2 separate regions of the Neogale vison genome follow, and region 1 is linked to region 2. A link is a contact called in public Hi-C data. All regions are on one chromosome and are shown on one strand. Each heading gives the region's core, a stretch centred on a gene start, on an enhancer-like site or on the middle of the called end of the contact. The rest is flanking DNA. Distances are from core to core; before and after follow the strand shown. Region 1 holds the start of KNL1 (kinetochore scaffold 1). Region 2 holds the start of VPS18 (vacuolar protein sorting-associated protein 18 homolog).

What was found. Hi-C and Micro-C count contacts between places; a contact is called where the count stands out from the background.
Region 1: a Hi-C map of fibroblasts shows a contact between it and region 2, with 3 times the contacts expected there. The contact joins the promoter of KNL1 here to the promoter of VPS18 in region 2. A contact is called at or near these places in 2 of 3 Hi-C or Micro-C datasets (fibroblasts and muscle).

What each region holds. Positions count from the first base shown.
Region 1 is chr13:86,679,569-86,684,703 of ASM_NN_V1, reverse strand. KNL1 (kinetochore scaffold 1) reads left to right here and starts at 3,133. Exons shown (of 26, transcript XM_044229588.1): 1 at 3,133-3,231. TRNAS-GCU (a tRNA gene) reads right to left here and starts at 2,759; the gene lies at 2,678-2,759.
Region 2 is chr13:86,425,520-86,430,454 of ASM_NN_V1, reverse strand. VPS18 (vacuolar protein sorting-associated protein 18 homolog) reads left to right here and starts at 3,390. Exons shown (of 5, transcript XM_044230514.1): 1 at 3,390-3,810; 2 at 4,836-4,935. The coding sequence starts at 3,720.

The DNA.
Region 1 (5,135 bases), core at 1,884-4,383, 250 kb before region 2:
TCAGGATAGGCCTTGTGAAGAAGAACCCTGGTGTTGATGGAGAATGGTTTCCCTGATCCAAGGTCTGTAGACAAATTTGGGCAAGTAATCTAGATCTTTCCAAAGGTAGCAGCGATTTCTCTAGAATTCTTTCCCAAGTCTTGTAGTTGCAGCTGCGACAGTAGGTGGCGCCTCTAACTTTTTTACTGCCTTATTACAAATGTATCTTTCCATTATTAATCCAAGGTCCTCCTCAGCCCTTTTTTTTTTTTAGAAAAAGTTAAAAGTAAGCACAATTCTTACAGGTGAAGAGATTATATAAATGCAAAACACTGAACGGTCATTGCAAGTATTACTGCAATTTCATATGGAAGAAACCACAAATGATCTAAGCATGAATACAGGTGAAGAACTGAAGAACAGAAAAGTGACCTTCCACTCACAAGTTTTTTTTTTTCCTCTAGACACTTCCAATGCTTTATATTTTCAGAATTTCTACAGCTGAAGATGTTCCTTTGGGAAAGTAATCCACTCACTTTTTATTTGTACAGACTGGACACATTGATAGATCTTATCAGTTTTCCATAGGAAGCCGTAGCCGCAGGAAGCAGACAAAACTCAGAGAAATGATGCAGTCTTGCCAGTCTTTAGAGAGGTTGCAGTCCTAATAGTCCATTTAAATATTGTCTGGCAACTGCTGGGGTAGTAACCAGGAGGTAGGAGGAGAGCAGCCCAGGAGTATCCAGGAGGATTGCAAAGGCCCAGAGCAAGAGAGAGTACATGGACTAATTGCAGAGAATCTAACATGGAGCTGAGGGTTGCAGGGCAAAGGGAGACTTGTTGATGGGGATGATGTCTAAGCCAAGATCTGAAGGAGAAGCAGGAGCCAGGCAGGCAGTGGTGAATGGGAAGGAGGTGCAGGGGAGCAAAAACATGTTCCAGGGAGAGGAGTAGAAATAGCATAGGTCTTAGGTGTAGAGAGCTAAGCCTAGTTCAGAACAAGTGAATATTGGTATGTTCAGGGCACTTTAGAAAAGTGTCAGATGTTCTTAACTTTTTTGGTGACATAGACCTCTTGGGCAGTCTGGTGAAGTCATTTGGTTGCTTCTCAGAATGCTGTTTTTAAATACATAAAATTAAGTTTGTTGGAATACAAAGGAAACAATTATGTTGGAATACAGTTACTGAAATATTTTTAAAATCTGTGTATAATAATATAATACTGTATGTACTTAGGAATGCCTAACTTTACAAGATCTAATGGCAGATCTAATAACTATTATTTTGAAGTAGTGATGAGCAGGTAATGGAATATAATGTATCTGTGATTTCTCTTGGTAACAAAATTACAGGTAAGGTTAATATTACTATAGTTCATTGCTTGCCTTTATTGAGGGCAGTGCTTTCAATGATAGATTAGTGAAAATAAAGATGCACTTTTTCCTCCAACTGAATAACCAATTGAATATCCATGAACTCCTTATGAGTGTGTGGAACTGGGATAGTTAACACTTCCTAATAGCAGAGTGGCAAATGGATTGGAGAGCAAGGCTGAAGACAGGTGTTGGAGCAACCCAAAGCCCTTAACACAGAGCGGCATCAATATCTCTAAGGGATTTGGATTTAAGTGAGGGATGAACCAGTGGCACCAGTGGAGCAGGGGCTTTTGCCTTTTCTCAGGGCTGCAAAGCTTGCAGAAACACCAGCCAGGTGCCAGGTTCTATGGCACTCTGCAGTGTGCACAGCCGCGTGGGAGAGAGGACATGTAAATCATTTCTGCAAGGGATAAATGAGCACTAAATGCTAATCTCCAGCACCATATTGGATGGTGGTTAAGACCCAGCAGAGCTGGACAGACTTGGATTACATTGCCCTTTCTTACACAGTTATAAAAACTGTATAACCTAGGACAAGTTTATCTTTCAGTGTCCTCATCTGTAAAAAGGAGTAATAAAAATGATCATGATCTATCATGATCATAGGGTTATGATGAGTTAAAGTGATGCATTTCATTGTGCTGCTGTAGATAATACTGGATAAATACTGGATAAATAAATAAATACTGGATAAATACTGGTTAAATATGAGTTGAATGAATCTGCCTGATTACCTTTGAAGAGGAGAACCCCTCTCTTCTATTTTGTCCCCTATGCCTCCCTCTCTGTTTAAATAAAAGAACAAGCTTAACACTTTTCTTCCGTGGTTAAGGTAGCCATTTTTCGGGTTCTCAGTCTCTGGCTTCTAGATACTGTTAAGTTTCTGCATGTCGTCAACATCTTTTTAATATTTCCCAGTGTATACTTTTTTTGAGCACGTGCAACCTGCTGGGGACTGGAAGGGAATCTTGAACACTGTTTTATAGTAGCTTTTGCAGTGAAAACCTGGTATGTCATAACAAGGACAGGTATTAAAAACCACGGGGTAAGTTCCTCACTCAGAAGCTAGGTTAATTAACATGGAATTCTAAGCACTGTTGTTTACTTCGTATAAAAAGATACTAAATCAAGCACACACATCTGGGATGTTTCTTTCCCTCGTTTTTATCCGCGACGTTCGAATGCTCCAAAACCTACCTTCCAAACACCTCAAACCAGATATTGACCCTGCCAGAGTAAATCCACTAGTAAACCGTAACTGGAATAATCAAGTATTTTCCATCGCAAGTAAATTTACGTCCTTTTGAAGCAAAAGCTACGTTCGACGAGGATGGGATTCGAACCCACGCGTGCAGAGCACAATGGATTAGCAGTCCATCGCCTTAACCACTCGGCCACCTCGTCCCAGAAACCTACTGCTTCCTGGTAGCTATAGGGAGTAATACTGGGGGGATGTGACGCAACGTTATGGAGGCCGCCATTTTGTACGGAAACAAAGATCTGATCATTTTTACAGCAAGTAATCAAAAGAAGATGGCTGCTGCCATGATGTGAGGGCTCTACAATGGGGTGGGACAAAGAAAAATTCGGTGGAAAGTGAGATAGGCTTTAAGGAAATAAAATTTATATACAGAGCAGGAGGAAGGAAGTTTGTTTAAAGGAGTCAGGAAGAGGATTGCTCCGGAGTCTAAGGGGCGGAGCCGCCGCGTAGAGCGGTTTTGCGCATGTGCAACAGCTAGGCGGTTATATTTGAATACTTCACTGAAATAGTCTGGGCGTAGTGAGGTTTGTCGGTGGGCGGCAGCTGACTTGCTCTCTGAGGAGCGCGCGGACCCCAAACAAGTCTGAGCAGCCTTTGTCAAGAAGCTGGACTGCGGTGGGTAAAGAGAATGACCCTTTCGTTCCAGACTCCCGGGTTGGGGGGTGATGGAGGTGGGCATTAGTTTTTTCTGGGCGCTCTGAAGACTCGGTGGTGGGACGTGGAGACGCTCCCTCCGCCCGGCGGCCTCCGAAAGCTCTGGGCCCAGAGTAGAAGTTTTTGCCGGGTTGTGGGGCTCTTTGCCTACCCGTGCCTGCACTTTGTACTCCTTCCTCTTCCCTAGCACTTTTCCCTCCACACCTGAGCCCCTCCGGCCTGCTCGGATTGCGGGTCGGCTGCGCCCCGCCCCGCCCCGCCATCTTCTGTCAGGGCTCCCGCACGGTGCCTCGCACCCCTTCCCTAGGGTACTCCCGGCGGTTTGTATTTCCTACTCGGTCATTTCTTAGCTGTAAATGAAGTGACAGCGTTGAGTGGTTTTAAGCGCTCGTCAGGTCGTAGTTTGTTTACTGGCAGCACTGAACAGACATTCGGTTTCCAGCAGTTACAGTAACATTAACAAATAAAGCCAGTATTAACCACAGACGAGTTTTGAAAATTTCTCCTTGTGGCCACTAGTAGCTCGGAGCTTATTAAAGCCTCTTTTTCTTGCTGCTTATCTCAATATTGAGTTTAAGAAAAAAAATTCTCAAACATTGCCGATTGGAATTTTAGAGATAAATTTGTCGATATGACGGAGAAAACCAGAGCAGAGCTTACCCTAGATATTAAGATTGAAGTTTGTACTTCATTTGAATTGGATCAATCGAATTCCTCAGGTATTTATTGGGTTCCTCGTCTTGTGCTAGGGCCGGGAGCGAATGACTCAGAGTCCCTAATCTGGAGGAATATTCAGTCCAGAAGAGAAAATGATTAACATTCACAAATAGCTATGATGCAAAACAATGTAAAGGATTATAGGACATTGTAAGGTGGTATTGGAGCACATAAAAGGGAGCATTTATTTGATGCTTTTGGCCCTGGAAACTAAAGGAGGCTTTGTAGAGAAAGGGGCATTTGAGGTGGAACTTGAAGGGAAGGATACATTATAGCGATGAGTCAATTTAAGATGTTGCTGAGTAAAGACTGGGTTCAATTCTTCACTATGTGAATGGCTGGAAATGTTTACAAGATGACAAATAGATACAAAAATGTATGGAGTGGTATTATCAGTGACATGCCTGATTACTGAATAAGAGATCATAGTAGAAGATAATCTAGATATTGATAGTGCTGTCTAATAAAACTTTCAGTGAAAATGGTAATGGTTTATATTTGCACTGTCCAGCATGGTTCCCCACTAGTCAAATGACAACTAATTGTGGCTAATGACAACGTGAAATGTGGCTAATTGTGCCTAAACAACTGAATTTTAAGTTTTATTTCATTTAAATTAAATTTGATTTGCTACTGTATCAGATAGCACAGGTCTAGAGACTGTTATCAGTGGGCACAATGGAATACATTAACTTTAGAAACTGGTAGTGTAAATGCAGGAGTAGCCAAAGAGCCAGATATAAATATTTCAGGTTTTGCAGTCTACGTGGTCACCAGCATGGTCACTGTTGCATGTTCTTCTTTGTTTTTTGTTTTGTTTTCTGCAACCCATTCAAAATGTAAAACAAAACAAACGAAACAAAAAGCCCTCTTTAGGACTCTGGCCCAGTATCTGTAGTTTGAAGTGTTTTGGATTATTTAGACTGTAATTCCCAAACTTTTTTGGCTCATTGGTGCCCTTGGATCAAAAGAAATAACTAACAATTCCATTTATTAAGTCAGTACGTCCAAATAATTTAAAAAGTTATTAAGTTGAAATAAATTTATGTCCTAATGTTTAGTAGCCATTTGAAAAAATATGCATAATTGAAAGAAAAAAACAATATTTTTATTTTATGCTTAAATCATCAGTTATTTACTAATTGGCT
Region 2 (4,935 bases), core at 2,141-4,640:
ACCACCCATTTTTTCTAGAACCCACATCAGATGATCTCATCCCCGGCCAAAGCCTTCTGATGGCCCATTGAATTGATTTCATAATCTGGCCACAACTGGTCCCATTTCCTACACTGCCCTCCTGCCTGATGTTCCAGCTCCCCAGCCCCTCAACTGGCACTGCTTGCAGGCCTATTCTCTTGGTTTTCTTGATGCTTGCCTAATGCCTTCTCTTTTTTTTCTTTTCTTTTTTTTTTTTTTAAAGATTTTAATTTATTTGTCAGAGAGAGAGAGAGCGAGTGAGAGCAAGCACAGGCAGACAGAGTGGCAGGCAGAGTCAGAGGGAGAAGCAGGCTCCCTGCGGAGAAAGGAGCCCGATATGGGACTTGATTCCAGGACGCTGGGATCATGACCTGAGCCGAAGGCAGCTGCCTAACCAACTGAGCCACCCAGGCGTCCCCTCTTTTTTTTTTTCTTGGCCTTGGAAATCATGCATGCACTTCACGTCTTAGGTCAAGTTCACCTCCTTTCATACACTATTCCTCTTTCTCCCCGGCCCAGCAGTCAGCCCTTGCCTATCTTGTGGCAACAACCACACTGACTGTGAGAGGTAGGAGCTGGTAGATCTGTATCCCCAGCTTTGAGTTCCCTGAGACACTTCAGTATTCCTGTGCTCGCTCAGGTTTGTCTGGGATGTTCTCCACAATCAGCCTCTGTTCTATCAATGAAAAATGTCCATGCTTCTTAATTAAGGGTCAGCAAATGGCTGGGATAAGAAAAGCCGTTGCAGCTCTGATGGGGAAGTTGTGGTCTAGGGAGGCTGCATGGGGGAGGTGGACTTGGGAGTGACAGTCAGATTAAAGCCACATTTTGGGTTTCCTGAGCTTATGCTCTGTGTTGGACATTATGCTATAGCAATGAAAGTTCACCTAGATCACCTCATTTACTTTTCTATGAAAACCTACTATGTAAGTATTACTGTATCTACAGTATTTCTGTAGATGAGGAAACCGAAGTTAACAGCATCACGTGTGCACAGTGTCCAACTAGAGAGTGATTGGGCAGGGATGAGAATGCTGGTCTTGTTCCTACTCCCAAGTCCAACATACAGATGGGAGAATGAGTATGCCAAGGAATCCTGCAGTGATCAGCTCAGCAGGGAGTGTGTATGGAGTCAGTGGTAAGCAAGGCCCAGGTAGGCCCCACCCTCTACATCCCAGAGAGCAGTGAAGCCCAGGACTTAGGGTTTGGGGACAGGGAGGAGGTAGCTGGAAGGACTCTGTGTCCCTGAGACACCCCTCCTATGCTGTCTGGCCCCCCACATGGGGGGGGGGCATTTCTCTGCATGGTCCAGACCTGTGGAATCAGCTGTACCCTCTTCTCTTCGTCTTGCATTGAGAAATGGGGTGTGGTGTTTAACTCTTGGCATCTGCTTGTATTTTGAATGCTGCCTCCTGGTTTCCCCATTTCCTGGCCATGGGACCCTGTGGACAAACTCCTTCTCCCTTCGGAATGTCAGTTTCCGATTTCCTAGCATAGGGAAAAGAGCAGTATCTGTTTCAGAGCATTAGGGTAAGGGTAAAACGAAATAACAATGACTATTATGAACTTGGTGTGGTGCTTGGCACATTGTTGGTACTCAGTAAATGTACCTTTTATTATTATCTGACCTTAGCCTGGGCCTATTTGTATTTCCCTGATGCACCCAGCAGGGGTTCTGGGGTGGAGCCTCCTGCTCTGAGCCGGGCAGCTCCCAAACTGGGATCACTTTTCCCAGGGCGGAAACCTCTTGTCTGCGGCTCACCCCTGGCAACTTCCCTTCTGGGATCTAGCCTGCCAAGCCGCACCCTTGGTTGGGAGAGAGGCTTTGCTTCTGCAGGTTCTGGACGGGAGAAGTGGGACCCGGGAGCCACAGAAAGTTACTGTGTTCAGCCTAACTTGTGTCCCCATCCCAGGCCAGGGCCAGTCCAGAAAGCCCTTGGTGTAGGCTGGTGAGGGTTCAGTCCTCTGTGCCTGGCAGGGTAGTTCAGCAAGAGTAGCGGGACCACACAATATGTGGCACAAACCCGGACGCGTCTGAAAGTAAAGGGGGCGCTTTTAGTCATTACTCCCAGGCTACATGTTAAAATCAGGATGGCAGTGACCCTGGCCCATAGCCCTATTTCAACAAGGTAGAGTCTGCAGGTCCCCGAAGGGAACAGGCTCTGTCTGGGTGGCCTAGGTGGGTGCAAGAGGGAAACCAAAACGGAGTGGCACTTTGTGAGCTTTGGACTCTCCACCAGTCTTCAAGGTAGGTCACTTGTCCTTCGTTCCTGCCAGGCTCTGCAGGTATTTGCCCCTCTGTGCTCCCACAGCGCTAAGACCATGTCCCTGGGTTAGCCTCACGAGGGCTGAGACTTTCCTCCGTTTTGTTCTCTGTCGAGCCGCCCCCAGAGCCTGGAATCGTGCCTGGCAGAGTGTATGCTCACTTTGGAATGAGTGAGGTTCTGAACAAATCCAACCATCGCTTTTCTAGCATTAATGATCTGTTTACTGGTCCATTGTCCCTGCTGGTTTATGACCTTCAAGGATGATATTGTACTTATCTCTGTAACTCCAGCACCCAGCCCAAGGCTAGGCAGGCAAAGAGTAAGGACGCTATTTTGAACGAGTGAATCGAAGCAGTCCTGCAGCCCTTAGCTGTGCTGGGTCTTTTCTGCCGCCCATTCTGTCTCTCCTCACACCGAGGAGGCATTACGCAGCCGGTTCGAGGCCGGTTAGGTAGCTCTTGGCTTCCGTTGGCCAGGTGACCAGCTCTGTCACTTCCTGAAAGCTGGTGGGTTCCTAAATGGTGGGAGAAGAGAGGCCAGAACTGGTTGTCTTGGCCTTGTCAAGATAGGATCAAGACTGCGACTAGACCGAGGAACGGGAGGTTCTCCTGAGGACCTAGGGCAGCGGCCTGTTTGGAGAGGTTGGAGCGGGAACCGGACACGGAGGCTGAGCGGTCTGAGAGGGAAGCCTGGGCACAAAAGGAGTCGGGAACTGGCTTCGAGGCTGGGGCTGAACTCCGCGGCCGGGTGGGGAACGGCCTAAAAGAGCCAGGATTGCCCCCTGGCTTCAGAGCTCGGAACTGCACCCTGGAAGGAAGGGCCTGTATTCGGAGGAAGCCGCGGAGCATCCACCGGGACCGCACCTCTGCCTAGTCCAGCGCTCCGCCTCCAGCCGAGAACTCCCGCAGAACTTCCGGCTCCCTCCCTCAGGAACCGCCCGGCCCCGGCCCTGGCCCGCCCCCCGCCCTCGTCCCGCCTCCGCCCCGCCCCCTCCTCCGTAGCCCTTGCCGCGCCCCCGAGTGGCCGGCCAGGGTACGATCCTGAGCGAGTAAACGCGGGACTCCAAGAACCCGGAAGTTACGTTATAGGCGCGCGTCCCGGGGGCGGGAGTCAGCTGAGCTGCCGGGGCGTGGTTGGGTCTTCTCGAATCGGCTAAGGGGAGCCAGTGATCTTTTGGGGTGCGGGAGCGGAGTGCAGGACTGCGCCAGATTCAAGGGGGGGGCTCCCCAGTCTTCTCACTTTATAAGGCGAGAGCGAGAAAATCCTCTGGATTCTAAAGAGGAGGAGTGAGCGGCGGATTGCCAAAATCTGTCAACAGATTCTTGTCGAGGCTGGGGAGACGCAGTTTCCAATCCAGGGCGACGGGGATCCCTGGGGGGAACCCTGTTGTAATCCCTGGGCCCGGGAGGGAGATCCCAGAGGCCGGGCACCATGGCGTCCATCCTGGATGAATACGAGGATTCCCTGTCCCGCTCGGCCGTCTTGCAGCCTGGCTGCCCCAGCGTGGGCATCCCCCACTCCGGTAAGGGAGGGGAGGGCGCCGCTCACCTGGCACCTGCTGGGAGGGATCGGGGAAGTAGCTCCAGGAGGTCCGGTTCACCGCCTAGAGGTGCAGTCCAGATCTAGGCCTCTGAATCTCCGCAGACTCTCTTGGCCCCCAGCTGGAGGATGGTCGAAGTTTGAAAGAGCAGCCTCGTGATCTAGGCCCTGCCACTAGGGTCCTAAGAGGAAACTGGGACCCAGATAAGGAAGTGGCTTGTCTACAGGGCCACAGTTGAGAGAACTGAGAATAAGCTCCAAGGCTTCAGCCAGAGCCTATGCTTTTCCTACCAGGCCCCTTCTGGAGGCGGGAAGAAGAGAGTGGTCCAAGAAAATGGTTGTAGGAGAGTATTGTAGAGGAAGGAAGACTGGTCCTAGAGGGAACTTTACTGGACAGGGGAAAATGCAGTTATTTTAGTCCTTTACTAGATCTGGGTGCAGCCTGGTGTTGAGGGGAAATTTTTTAGAAAGTGAACAGGATTGGCGGAGGGTTCTGAAGTGCTGGGATATTTTGTGCAATGGTAAAGACACGAGAGCAAAGGTGAGAGAGAAAGAAGCTTCAGTTTGATTGGCACGTTCCCCAGGGCTCGCTCTTCCTACATTTTTCTGGAAACTCAGTGAGAGCATTACTGCATGGGCAGGGAGGAGGGGAGGGGGTGATCTAGAATACTTTAGTTGAGCTGGGATTGCTGGGCCCAGGACTGCTAAGGGAGAATATCCAACGCTTGCCCCACATTACTATTGGGAGCGGGTACATGACAGTGCAGCAGCAATCCATGGGTTCAAAGAATCCATTCTTTATGGCTGTCAGAGGTGTGAAAGGAGCCCAGGACCCTAATGTAGAGGTGATTAGCAAACTATCTGATACATTGATATTAAGCTTTTAACCAAACGCTTGGGGTAGGGATATGTTGGGAAGGTGAAGAGGAAACATTTTTGGTTGCCTCTCCTTGTCCTTCCTCCTCCACATTTTCCATACCTAACGTTTAATTCCCTCCTTCCCTGTAGGGTATGTGAATGCCCAGCTAGAGAAGGAAGTGCCCATTTTCACGAAGCAGCGCATTGACTTTACCCCTTCTGAGCGAATTACCAGTCTTGTTGTCTCCTG